2 separate regions of the Urocitellus parryii genome follow, and region 1 is linked to region 2. A link is a contact called in public Hi-C data. All regions are on one chromosome and are shown on one strand. Each heading gives the region's core, a stretch centred on a gene start, on an enhancer-like site or on the middle of the called end of the contact. The rest is flanking DNA. Distances are from core to core; before and after follow the strand shown. Region 1 holds the start of Deptor (DEP domain containing MTOR interacting protein). Region 2 holds the start of Mtbp (MDM2 binding protein).

Region 1 (7,202 bases), core at 3,812-6,311, 440 kb before region 2:
GAAGTCAAATATAACAAAAATATTTAAAATGGGGGTGAATAGGCTAGGCATGGTGGTTTGGGAGGCTAAGGCAGCAGGATGGCAAGTTCAAGGCTACTCTGGGCAACTTAGTGAGACCCTGTCTCAAAATAGGAAAGGTTGAGGATGTGGCTTGGTAGTTAGGCACCCCTGGGTTCAATCTTTTGAACCAAAATTAATAAATTAATTAATTTAATGTGTTGTGAATAATGAAGGTGAGGGAATTTTATATTTTTACTATCTTTACATTTATTTTTAAAAGACAGTTCTCCTAACAGGATCTAGCAATGGAAGTATCTGGACGGAATACTGCCAAATCAGTTTTCTTCCATTCACAAGAAGAATAAAAATTATAGCAGCTAAAGAATTGGGATTTCCACTAATGGTTAAGAATAGTCTTAAATCTGTAAGAAGATGTAAATTCACAGGAAGGTGCAACACACTGCTTGGGAAAGTCCAGGAAGATCACATAGAGATGGAGGCGTCTGAGTTAGTCTATAAGATCAGGCCAGAATAAAACAGATGTACATTAAGAGGCATCAGCAACACTCATGACAACTAGTCTATTATGAAACCTCATAGGTGGCCCTATTCTTTTGCATATTTTATAAATTTAAGCCCATCCCCTCACACTGCCACTCACCTTTAGGAAAAGTTTAGTACACAAGTACCACTCAGAGCTTGGTCAATCAACTGGTGGCCATTACTTGTGGTGAAAAACAACCAGACATAACAACATTGAAAAATCAATTAGAAATGTGTAGAGCAAGCTGGGTGTGGTGGTGCACGCCTGTAATCCCTGCTACTTGGGAAGCTGAGACAGGAGGTTCACAAGTTTGAGGCCAATTTTTGCAAATTACAGAGGTCCTAAGCAACTTGGCAAAACTCTGTCTTAAAAAATAAAAGGGCTGGAGATGTAGCTCAGTGGTAAACTACTGCTGGGGTCAACCCCCGGTCGACCTCCTCCCCACCCAGCCAAAAAAAAAAAAAAAAAAGAAATGTGTAGAGCAATTTGACAGAATATTTCCATTTATTGATCCCTATAGAATTTGGGATTTTGCTTTATAGATTTTTTTAATCTCATTTTATTACATTTCATCAAAGTATCGGGCTTAAATGGGCTGAAAACACAAATACATCACATACCCACACACTACATACCACCATCAAAATTTTGAGAAACATTAGCCCCCAAAGTACTAAAACATACAGAAAGCATGAAAGAGGCGAAGAGACCTGGAAAGCTCTCATTTAGTAATGTCCACCTAGGGCTGGGGATGTGGCTCAGTGACAGAGTACTTACCTAGCATGCATGAGGTCCTGGATTTCAATCCCCAGCACTGGGGGTGGGGAGGGGGGTTGTGGGGGGGAATTATCTACCTTTAATAAAAGCAGTTTTTAAATTTCATTTAATCCTCCCAATAATCCAATGGGACTGGTGGTATAATCTTTACATAAGAGGACAGAAAATTCAGAGAAGATGATGAACTTGCCCAAATAGAGCCAGGAATCAAACCCAGATCTGTCAGAATTTAGCTCTTCCAGAATCTTCATGCTAGAGTAATTGTCACATTGGTGTCCTTCTCTCTTTCATCAATACTCATAGGTCACAGCTCACTCTAGGACCACTTGCTCCAGGGCTCCTGGTCACAGGCATTGGTGCTAACCAGTCCTCAGGAGTCAGTTCATCAATTTTCCCATAAATTAGGGAAAAGAGTTTTTCTCCTTACCTAGTGAGGCATGTTGTATTTCATGTATCAATGAAAGGTTAAAACAATAGCAGCAGAGCAATTCCCATTTCCTATAAACATCTACAACCATCTACACACAACAACAACAACTATCTTGCCAAGTAAGAAAAATTAATTATACTCTCTCCTGCTCATTTTCCCGACTCAATTTTTCCTCCCATATGTTAAGGCACTTTTCAGAAGGAGCAGCCTAAGGATGGAACCCAAGGTTTCATGCGTACTAGACAAAGGTAGCACTGAGCTACCTTTCCCAACCCTTTTTAGTTTCTTTTGAGTCAGGGTCTCTGTAAGTTGCTGAGGCTGGGCTTTAACTTGCAAACCTCCTGCCTGACTCTCCTGAGTTGCTGGAATTACAGATGTGTGCCACTGTAGTGGGCTTAAGATACTTCTTTTCTAACTTAAAAAAAATTTGGTTACTGAAATGAATCTTTAAAATTTTAAATAATGGAAATTTTATATAATGCTATTCATTTAAGCCATGTGTTATAGGTTAGATATGGGGTGTCCCCACAAAGCTTAGGTGTAAGAAAAATGAAAGAAAGTTTAAAGGTAAAATGATTAGACTATGAGAATCTACACCTAATCAGTGTGTTAATCCTCCAATAGGGATTACCTGGTAGTGACTATAGGCAGGTAGGATGTCCCTGGAGGAGACTATAAACCCTGGAGGTGTATATTGTGTCAGTGGTAAGGGAAGCTGTCTCTCTCTCTGCCTCCTGGTGCCATGTCCTGAGCTGCTTTCCTCCTCAACACTCATCCCCCATGATGTTTTGCCTCATTTCAGTCATAGAGCAATAGAGTTGTCCACCTGTGGATCGAGATCTTTGAAACTGCCCCAAATAAACTTTTCTTCCTCTAAAATTGCTCTTGTTATTGGGTCTTTTGATGACAGCAATGAAAAAGCTGACTAAAACAGCACATAACAGCCCTATAAAGGAGAAATTACTATTCATGTTTTGTCAATAGGAAATTGAAGCCCCCCCAAAGTTAAGTGACTAGCAAAGATTACAAAGTTATAGATGACAGAATCAGGATAGAAACTCAGCATTTGAGTGAGAATCCCCCCAAAACTATTTGCTTGATGTTGTCATTTTAGCACTGGGAATTAAACACTGGGAATACTAGGCATATGCTCTACTGCTGAGACCCCAAGCAAATTCTTGATATTCTATATAATAATTACTGAATTAAAGCATTAACTACTTCTGTTAAATGATTTTTATGCTTTATGCAGAATGAGGCTCTTATTTATTTATTTAAATTTGTTATATATAACAGAATGCATTATAATTTATATTACACATATAGAGCACAATTTTTCATATCTCTGGTTGTACACAAAGTAGAATCACATCATTCATGTCTTCATACATGTACTTAGTGTAATGATGTCCATCTCACTCCACCATCTTTTCTACCCTCATGTACCCTCCCTTCTCCTCCCTCCCCTCCACTTTTCTCCTTTGCCCTATCTAGAGTTCATCTAATCCTCCCATGCCCCCACAACCACATTATGAATCAGCATCCTTAAATCAGAGAACAGAATAAGGCTCTTAAAATCACATGTAACTGAAACTATGACTCCCTGGGTCTACATTTCCACCATGATCTACTTAGAAAGTTAAGAACCTTAGAGAATTTCTTTGAGCAAAAGAGTTGCCTGATATTTAGTGTTGGATATGAGAGAGAGTGTTATCCTGGAGTCTGGCTGAGCACGGCCTTGGGAGTCAGCAGAATTAGAGTTCAAAGGCTGCCTAACCTTCTATATAAAAAATTTAGATATGCTTTACCTGTCTGTGCTTATGCATATTTTTCTTTTGGTGCTGGGGATCAAATCCAGGGCCTCATGCATGGCAGGCAAATACTATACCACTGAGTCACATTCCCAGTCCTGTGATTAAGCTTTGTTAGTTGTAAATTGAAATCAATATTTAACTCTTAGAATTTTAAGGATAAATTAAACAATATAAATAAGGTGCCTGTGGTATATAAAACACATGATGAATGCTTAATGAGTTGTTGCAAGTTTCAGTTAATGTCAACACTAACATTGCAGCAGTTTGGCAAAGACTTGTATGATCTTCCTTAAAAAACAAAAACAAAAACAAAAAAACGTGCTGAGTGAGGTGGCAGATGCCTGTAATCCCAACAGACTCGGGAGGCCAACTTAGAGGGCAGCCTCAGCAATTTAGAAAGAGACCCTCAGTAACTTAGTGAGACTCTGACTCAAAATTAAAATTAAAAAGGGCTGGTGAGTTAGCTTAGTGGTTAAGCACCCCTGGGTTCAACCCCCAATTCCAAAAAAGAAAAGGAAAAAACATGATCAAACAAACATGCCCTCCCCGAAAATAAAATACAATACACTTGTAGAAGAGTAAATATAAATACTTTGAAATAGCAGAATTGATTGATTGATTGTGTGTGTGTGTGTGTGTGTGTGCGCGCGCGTGCGCATGTACGTATAAACATGTGTATATAGAAGTTGGTTTTCAACTTCCTCCCATTTTCATTCTGTAAACGTCTCCCTGCTTCTCCTTCTTTTTTTTTTACCCATGTACTAGTCTGTAAACTTCCACCACATACCTGCAACTGAAAAATTATGTCTCTCAAGATAGTTGTGGAGCTCGATCCCAGATCTGTTTAATTTCAGGCCAGCGTTATGTATCGATCACACCGTCAAGTTATATAAGTTGTCTTCGGTGAGAGTGGTCCGGATGAAAGGAATGCTTAATTTTTCCATGCCTCGCGGTTGCGAAGGCTTGAAATACCTGCTACTCCGGGAGGCTGAGACAGGAGAATTGCGAGTTCAAAGCCAGCCTCAGCAAAAGTGAGGCGCTAAGCAACTCAGTGAGATCCTGTCTCGAAATAAAATACAAAGTAGGGTTGGGGATGAGGCTCAGTGGTCGAGTGCCTCTGAGTTCACTCCTCGGTACCACCCCTCATCCCAATTTTTTTTTTTTCCATGTCCTGCAGTGACATGTGTATCCTCTCTTGTGCACTATTGGGTGTACTGTTCTCATTCATTCTCTGCAATTTGGGCATGGGCAATATAATAAAAACGCAGGCTTTCATAGCAAGAGCTTTGCAGGGTAAAGGAAGGAAAGTCCCGGGAATTCATCCACAGCCAGCACACACAGCCCTGAGCCTGTGCCCAGCTCAGATGTTGATATTTTCCTCCCTCGGCCCCGCCCCCAGCCACGAGGGACTCCAGCCACGCCCCTAAGCTGAAGTTTCTGGGGCCGGACTCGCCTAGTGCCTCCGCTAACTCACAGGGATTCCCTCCCTAACCAATCACTTCAGAGCATTGGGACTGCCCCGAACAAAGATGGCGGGAGAAGCCTCGGTGAGGGCAGACTGATTCGAACAGCAGAATCCGAGGCGGATAGCCCAGGCAGTGGTAGCGGCGTGGCCCGGACCATGGAGGAGGGCGGCAGCACTGGCGGCAGTGGCAGCGACAGCAGCACTAGCGGGAGTGGCGGGGCGCAGCAAAGGGAGCTGGAGCGCATGGCTGAAGTCCTGGTCACTGGAGAACAGTTACGGTAAGACCTGAGACAGAGAGGGTGGGCTTGCTATGGCATTGCCAGCCCGTGCCCGCTGCAGTCCTGCGCGCACGCGCCCCGTGTGTGGTGGCTTGCGAGTCTCTCCGGGCTCTGGGACAGGTGCAGACGCGTGGACAGTCCACGCTGCGCCGCGCCTTGCTGCTGCAGCGGCTGGACACGCACAGCGTGCGAGGCTGTCCGGGCAGGCACAGGCGAGCGGGTGGTGCGCGCTGCGCCCTAGCCTGGTTGCTGCAGCCCTGCGCCGGGATGAGTCGCTACCACCCGCCGCGCGCTCCCTCCTCGGAGGTACTTGGGCGCTGCCAATGCTCCCTGCTGATAGCCTGCACCTTGTCCGCCTGGTGAACCGAGGGTCGCTGTGGGGTCCGAGCTAACCCCAGCCCCTGTACTCCTTGAAGTCAGCTCAGTGATTGCTTCTGTTGTTTTCCTTTTTTGTGTCTGTTGGCAAGTCATACCTTATTCCTCATCTGTAAAACGGAGTCCACGCCTCCTTTTAAGGGTTGCTGTGGAAGCTAAACAGAGAATTTTTCAGAAACCCTGAACCTATCTATCCTTTAATTGGCACATCATAATTATCCTTTGAGTCCGCCAGGGGGCGTGGAGGCACCTTGTCTAGTGCCCTTCTGCTGTGCCAACTTTCCCAGAGGTCACGTTTTGGGCCATGGACTCCATTGATCGCCCCAAGTCTGCAGCAAGAATTAGAATTTGTTAGGTCTCACAACGCCCAGAAATGAGCGATGGTCTTCAGGGTTCTCCTGCTGTTTCCATCACTTCCTGTTCTGTGTTTGAGGATTGTAGTTATGGTCAGACTGGTTCTGCAGCTGCCCTTCTGTGATCATAAATCAGTTTGCCAGGAAAAAATAATCCATCTTTGTAGTGTTTCAGCCTCAACTTGCACATGGGCCCCTGGCCCGGCCAGAACTACGTTCCTTTAAGGTCTTGGTTTGAATTTCCCAGCTCATTTTGGTTTCTAGATGACTGTTTCAGGACCTGATGGAGAATCTTGCAAACATTCCTGAAGGTTTGGTAGACACCAGCTTGCAGCGCTTAGTTTGAGGAAGTAAATTTTGAACGTCAGAATTCGTGTTACAAAAGACAAATTGCACATTTATATACCTTGTTGAATTTTTTGAATGTATAGTCAAAAGTAAAGGGACTAAAAACTTGTTTTCCCTTCAAGAATGTTTTCTAACTAAAATTTGAAGTAAAGCTCTTCTGAAATAATCTGAAACACTTTGTTTTTAATAGTTTGATTTCTTTGTTTTTCATTACTATATTGTCTTTTTTAGTGTTCTTCCTTAGATAAGGTTACTTGCTTTTTATTTCTTTTACAAATACTAGGTTGTGTAGTAACTCCCTTTGTCCAGCAAGCTCTTTATCCTTCAGAGTGCAGCTTAAATGCCCTTTCTTATGGGTCTCCAGAGCATTTGTACTCCCTCTTCCCTGGCTCCTCTCCACCCTGCAGCAGATTTAAGGGTCATCCATGGGCAAGTGGGTGAAAAGATAGAAGGCTGTCACTCAGGAGTTAGAGCTGAGTTTGAATTTCTGCTCCACCACTCATTCCAAGGGTCATCATTAGGTTTGTTTTGAGGAGGCCTTTGAGCTGCAGTGAATCTTGGCCATGTTACCCCTCAACTAGTATAGGACCTTGGACAAGTTATTTAATTTAGAATGATGATAATAATGAAATTTACCTTGTAAGTTCTTATGAAGACTAGATGCATTAGTGCTTAAAACAGAACCTGAAATGTAAGTGTCATATCAGCATTAGATATTGTAATTAATTCATTCATTTCTCTGAGCCTCTGTTTCCTCATCGGTAAGATGGCAACAGAGATAAGAGTATTTTATGAGAGGCTCCTGAGAATTGGCCCTG
Region 2 (7,038 bases), core at 3,517-6,016:
CATTTTTTTCTATTTTTTTAAGATAAATATTTGGGGGGGGGCTCAAAATAGAGGAGTCACAAATGAAGCAAAGAAAGGCTGCAAACCGGAATAACAAAATGAACAGGGATGCTATTAATGGAGATGAGGAAAACTGGAAAGAAACAGGCTGGTTTGGGTACCAGAAATCAGGAGCAAGATTGTTCCAAATGGGCTTATTCATTAGAGAAGTCTACTCAATACCAAGGAAAATTTAGTTTGGAGAAATTGGTTATGAGTCTAGAATCCAGGGAATGGATCAAAACTGAAGACACAAGTTGGGAGGCATTAGCATTCGTATGATTTTTAGATTCATGAGACAGCAATTGCTCACATAATGAATGAGAACAGGTTCAAAGACTGGGCCTGTGGCACTCACCCTTACTAGTGAAAGAAAAATAATTGAGAGTTCAAAGAAAAGTGAAGACAGCAAGTGGACTGAGAAAGAGTTAATGTAGGACAAGAAACAGAAAATGGCATCTTGGGAAACAAATGAAGATGGTGTTTTCAGAAAAAAGTTCTCCATAAAAATTAGATTGGATTCCTCAAAAACAAGGAAAACAATAAGGATTTTTCAATTAGAAAAGTAACTAAAGGGATACAACAACTAATGGCAATAAATAAACCTTGGGGAGAATCCTCGTTCAAACATATAATAGCTATAAAAAAGCTCTTGACAAACTGGGTGCTTTTAATATGAACTATTTGCGCAGCTTAGGTCAGAGGATCACAAGTTGTAGGCTAGTCTGGGCAAGTTAGCAAGACCCTGTCTCAGAATAAAAATATTTTTAAAAATGGCTGGGGATGTAGCTGAGTGGTAGAGTGCCAATGGTTTAAACCTCAGTTACTGTGCACCCCCCATCCCCGGGAAAAAAACAACAAAGGAAAGAAAATTCTTGAGACAACTTGGGAAATGTAAAAATGGTGACATCAAACCACATAATTAAATTACTCTTCATCTTCTTAGGTGTATCAATAACATTTTGGTTACAGAGAAAAATCTCTCTATTCTTGGGCAATGCATCCTGAGGTATTTAGGAGATATAATGACATATGCAACTTATTGAAGGACAAATAACCTGGAAGAAAAATGGATAAATGACACACACAAGCATTTCAGATAAGGAAACTACAAAGGCCAAGGACTAAGTGAGAAGATACTGAGCCATTATTCATAATCAGGAAAATACAAATTAAAACTACAAAGAGTATTTCACATCTAGTGGAGTAGTTAGAAAGAAAGAATGAAAATATCAAGTGTTACTAAAGATGAGGAGTAATGTGGTATATTCTGCTGGCAGAATATCAAGTGTTTATAGCAGCATAGTTTTGAGAACTTCTGAGCACAGAAATTAGGTTTTGAATAATGCTAAGATTTGAAATTATATTTCTTTTATTGAAGAGATGTTTTGCTTCAACTGTGAATCGATTACCTCTGATAAAAGTACATTGTCAAAGATGAAAAGAAAAAAAAAAGACAGTAGCTTCCCATGATGTACCAGTAATTCCTGCCCTATGGATATACCTTGGGAAAACTATTCCACATGAACACTGGGGAAAGAGTGCAAAAATATTGAAAGCAACATTATTTAATATAAATGCCAAATATATGGGTATTCATTTCCTCATCATTATTTTCTTTAAAATGTACTTTATATGTTTACTATACATCACAAAAATTAAACAAACATGATCAATTGCAGCAAATGCTATTGACAGGTCAGATGAGATGAGGAACAGAAAATGACATCAGGAGCCATCAGTGAGGTACCACAATAAATAGAATCAATTAAACCATCTATAAACTGAACTCTTCTAGAATGAAAGACAACTTTCTCTATTATTTTAGAAAAATCATAGAACCAAGTGTAATCTCAACAGCTGAGAAGGCTGAGGCAGGAGGATAGCAAGTTCAAAGTTAGCCTCAGCAACTAAGAAGACCCTAAACAACTTAGGGAGACCCCATCTCCAATAAATAAATAAATAAATAGATGGATAGATAGATAGATAGATAGACAGGACTGGGGATGTGGCTTAGTGGTTAGTGCCCCTGGGTTCAATCTCTAGTACACCTCCCCCAAAAAAGAAAGAAAAATGATACTAAAAAGCAAATCTACTTACTTGAAACAGTTAAAAATTAAGCTTTTGTGCATAGCTAGCTCTACACATATCTTCTCAGGAAAAAGGATTTTTCCAACAGAAGATTATTTCCCTTATTTTCAAAAACTCTATTTAAATGCATATCATCATGTGAAGAGCCACATATGAAATGTAATGTGCAAATCAGGATACTTCTGAGAATGAAAGGAAGGGCTACTGGTAATTTTGTCTGCCCAGTGGTATAAAGTGGGGTTCTGCCAAGAAAACTGATCTGTTATGACTTTTCCATAAATAATACAAAATTCAGTTTAGTGTGCTAATAAGTTTTCAGAAAGAATGGAATCCTCAGGAAGAAAGGGGTCCTTTCTTAAAGTTCAGTCAAATTTCATCCATATTCTATTCTAGCATGAAAAGTATGTTATGATCAGGCTAAAGTGATACTTACTCAGTTGATGGTATACAGGTTTATGTAATCCTTGAAGTCTTATTGATGCTATAGCAGCAAGTTTACCAGGGGGCTGCATTTTCCCATCTAAGAGATACCATATTCGAGCAAAAGTGGCCCATTGCTTGAAAACACAGAAAAGAAAAAAAAAATTAAAAATTAAATGAATTAAAATGGAAATAAATATTTTTACTATGAATTAAAATGGAAATAACTATTTTTACTATATACGATTATATATGTATTCTACAGTTAATGTCAACAATTACTTTGAAAGAACTATCATTAAAAAATTTTTGTTTTGTTTTCATTTCTACTTCTGAAAAAGGAAAGCCTTTCTATTATTCACATTATTTAGGTCAGTAGGTATATTATATTGAAAGCTGAGTGGCCAATTGGAAACTGAAGACAATTCAGGAATTCAATTCCAGGGTAAAGTTAAGTAAAACAATGTAGTTGGGAAAGGACAGCTAAGTTGAATGAATTTAAATTTTAAAGAATTGTCTTAAGCATGGCGTGGTGGCACATCCCCATAATTCCAGCAGCTTAGGAGGCTGAGGCAGGAGGGTCTCCAGTTCAAAGCCAGCGTTGGCAAAATCAAGGCACTAAGCAACTCAGTGAGAACCTGTCTCTAAATAAAATACAAATAGTGCCCTCCACAGACCTGCATGTCTGGGGATGTGGCTCAGTGGTCCAGTGCCCCTGAGTTTAATCCCGGGTACCACCCCCTCCCAAAAAATTGTTTTATATATCTTTAGGTTATTTCAGACATGTAGACCATTCTTTTTGTAGTATTCATCAGTGTCTTTAAATTCGAAGAAAATTCCATCCAGAAAGACCTCGACCAGATGATTTCATTATGCATATACACCAGAGATTAAACAATTCTGGGGAAAAAAATGCAACTAGGCTAGTGGTTTTGTTTTAAATTGTCACAAACTTCAAACTAGCCTATACCATAGGCAAAAGACCAATTTCCCCCCACCCATTGCAGACGAATAGTTTTATAGAAAAAAAAAACTTTGATAAAAACGTACAAATGCTGCCACAATGCAAAACTGTTATCAAAGTTTTTAAAAGAGATTCACTTCGCTTCCTGTATTTATCTGACCACTGACAAGTAACAAACAGTCCCAGGAAAGAAGCAGCACTGGGCTAAAAGTCATCCAGGACTAACATATTCAAAAGTAACTCCTAACCTACCCTTCCACCTGAAACCTGCGTCAACTTCAGCCTTCCCTGTTTCAGTTGATGGCACACCACCCTTCCAGGTGTCCAAAACACAAAAACAAAAACACGAAGACATCCTTCTTACTTTGCTGTCGACTCGCATTCAATGTTTCAAGAAACCCTCTGGGTTCCATCCTCAAACAAAACCTGATCACTTTTTAGCACCAAATTCCTGGCCTGGATTGTGCACCCTCCTGTGTAGTGGGGTTTATTGCAAAAGCCTTGAAGACGATTCTCAGCTTCTGCCTTGCACAGACCCGCATCTCTGTACAGACAGGGTGCTTCTCAGGACCCTGTCAGTTCACGTCTGACCCTTTGGATCAACTCTCCAACAGGTCCCCACTTACCATCTCTCTGACAGTCCCTCGGAGAAAGGGAGAAAGAGATGAAAAACACTGACTGACAAGGAGGGGACGAGTACCAAGACAGCAAGTGATGGTCGTCCTCACCACCCCCAGTGTGTATTTTCCCAAGAGTGGCTGCGGGTCTCGGCTTCCCTGCCGATTCACCCTCACTACTAATCCGCCGCTCTCCTTCTGCCAGCCTAAAGAACACCAACCATCAAGGCACAACAATCTGAGCTCACCTGGGTTGCCCTAGAGAAACTCGACATCTTTCCCCACTGGCCGAAGCGTCCTTTTTTAACCCCAAGCTGAGCCAGGTCATCAGCAGTACTTGCCCGGCGGGAAACGCATGGACCAAAGCACTTAGGTTCCTAGCTCGTTCAGCACTCTTCTGTTTCTTCTCACTTATGGATGCCCTCCAGTCTTCCCACGGTAACGATTTAGTCAAGGAAGAAAGAAAGAAGGCAGTTATTGATAGAATAATTCCCGAAAATAATTCCCAGTAACCTACGGAAACAGACGGAGGACACAATTTCCAAACGAGCTGAGCGGAAAAAGAAAACCGGAAGTGCGTCAAGCGCGCGGCTGTTTTGAGACTTAAACCTGGGGGTGAGTTCTGAAGGAAGGGATGGATCGGTATCTGCTGCTGGTGATCTGGGGGGAAGGAAAGTTCCCGTTGGCGGTCAGCGGGGAGACTGAGCGTGCACCAGAAGCGTCGTCGTTTGAGGGTACCGAGAAGCAGCCGGGTAAGCGCGGGGCTGAGAAACGGCGGGAATGGCTTGCGGGAGGAGATGTTTGCGTTTGTGATCTAGGGAGGGACAGAGGTCACCATAGGTCCCGGGAAGCTGCGAATCTGGGTGGGATAGATCTAATGAGGGCTGGGCACTGTCCTCTTCATGGGAACAGAAGTACAAATTTGTGGATGCAAGATCCCAGGGCTTAAAAGTTCCTGGCACAGTAAGAATTTAACTGATCAAATCCTTTGTACCTTAATGGAATTTCTGGTCTTCTAAAAAGTATACAATAAATTGTTATGTCTTCCGTGTCCCACATACAGGCAATACAGTAAGGAACAAAATACAAGGTCTTACTGACCTTGAGCTTCCATTCTAATGGGAGGACGCATATAACATCAACTAAGTTTAAACAAGAAATGATAAATTTTAGGCGATTTTAACTGCTTGCCCTTGCGCTGCTTTTTGGTGCTTCTGTCTAGACTATTGTATTTTACTTGTTTGTTTTGGTCAGGCAGTCATTTTGAGGGGGAAATGTACAAAGTGGGGTATAAGGTGTTGTGACAGAGTTCCTGTTCTTTGCAGGGAATTTTTGATTTGTGCTAACTACTGGCATGCACAAATCGGGGCCTTTTTAGTTTTCTCTGCTTGCTCTTGCTTTTCTATATCAAAACATGAACAGATCTTGATCAACATGTAGTTATTTTATGTACAATACATTGGTTTTGAGAGTCACTGATAGTGAAATTAGAATAGGCCTATGTTATGTAACTTGAGCCATGGAGTTAGACTGTCTTTACTTTTTCAGACTTCACAGCAGCAAATGTTTATCACCTCCTGAAAAGAACCATTAGTACTTCAGTTAATCCAGATGATAGTACTTTCCCTGGTAAGTACAACATAAACCTCTCTTTTCTCTGGCACAACAGTTGTATTGCAATCAATTAATTTGCTCATTTAGGAGAACAATAAATACTTTTGACTTGGAACAGGTACTGAGATACCAAGGTAACTTAAAGGAATATAAAACTGGAAAAGGCATCACTTTCTGATATTTCAGTATCATAAAATGGTTATGAAAATTAATATAGGTTTCTAGACCCCATGCTAGTAACCACTATCCTTTATTGCCTGATTGGCCTCTGATCTTGTTTCCCATAAAGACACATCTGACTAGCTTTGACAGAAATTGAATCAGAGGATGCTATGTTAGAGACTAAGGAGTTCCATGAATTTGTTTTGAAGAGCCTAAAAAAGAGGGGAAAAACCCCTCAACTTTTATTACACAAAATATTTCTTAAAGGAGTGTATTTTATGCTAGGTAATACTCTAGATATGAAATCCCAAATAACCACATATGACAAAAATAAACTGATGACTGCTAAGTGTGGTGATATACATCTGTATTCCAGTGACTCAGGAGGATGAGACAGGAGGATCTCAAGTTTGAGACTAGGCTCAACCACTGAGGGAGACTGTCAGCAACTTAGCAAGACCCCAAGACGACTAGGGATGTAACTCAGTGGTAAAATGTCTCTGGGTTCAATTGTTAGTACCCAAAAAGGAGGAAAACAGAAAACAACAACAACAAAAAACCCTGAAGACTAAAATAGCCCCAAAGCCTTTTTTATCCCATTATCAAGGTAAATTATCTGTAAAGATTTGAAAGTATAAACCTTAATTGGAAAGAAGAGACTGTTACAAATACCTCAGAATTCCAAAGAATTTTGAGATGAGATCGTTGGGTCACTATCAGTAACCTTTAAGGAATCACAGACATTTTCAAGACTGGGAAGAAGGTAAGAGCTTGAGAGATTTCTAGTAAATTTAGAATGGAATCCTTCATTCTCTTCCTTTCCAACTTGAGTGCTGTAGAATCACTCCCACAAAGAATGGTGATGAGAAGAATTCTGCCATCAAACAGGAATATAGAGACTAGGAGCTCCATGAATTTCTTTTGAATGCACCATCAGTATTCATGAATGCATCCATGAAATAGTCTTCAAGAAGTGTGCATTTTAGAGACAGATCCAGAAATTTGACAGGAAGGGCATCATTATTACAGATCGTGTATCGACACCAGGTTCAACAAAGATGTCTGGACCCAAGAAATAAGGAATGTCTCATATATGTTAGTGTCTTGTTGTCCAGAAAACATGAGAATTAA

Evidence for each region. Hi-C and Micro-C count contacts between places; a contact is called where the count stands out from the background.
Region 1: a Hi-C map of muscle shows a contact between it and region 2, with 4 times the contacts expected there. The contact joins the promoter of Deptor here to the promoter of Mtbp in region 2. A contact is called at or near these places in 2 of 2 Hi-C or Micro-C datasets (liver and muscle).

What each region holds. Positions count from the first base shown.
Region 1 is chr7:19,825,097-19,832,298 of mUroPar1.hap1, reverse strand. Deptor (DEP domain containing MTOR interacting protein) reads left to right here and starts at 5,061. Exons shown (of 9, transcript XM_026393861.2): 1 at 5,061-5,308. The coding sequence starts at 5,187.
Region 2 is chr7:19,383,224-19,390,261 of mUroPar1.hap1, reverse strand. Mtbp (MDM2 binding protein) reads left to right here and starts at 4,766. Exons shown (of 20, transcript XM_077800972.1): 1 at 4,766-4,883; 2 at 5,680-5,760. The coding sequence starts at 4,766. It overlaps Mrpl13 (mitochondrial ribosomal protein L13), which reads right to left and starts at 4,584. Exons shown (of 7, transcript XM_026393867.2): 1 at 4,380-4,584; 2 at 2,564-2,687. The coding sequence starts at 4,406.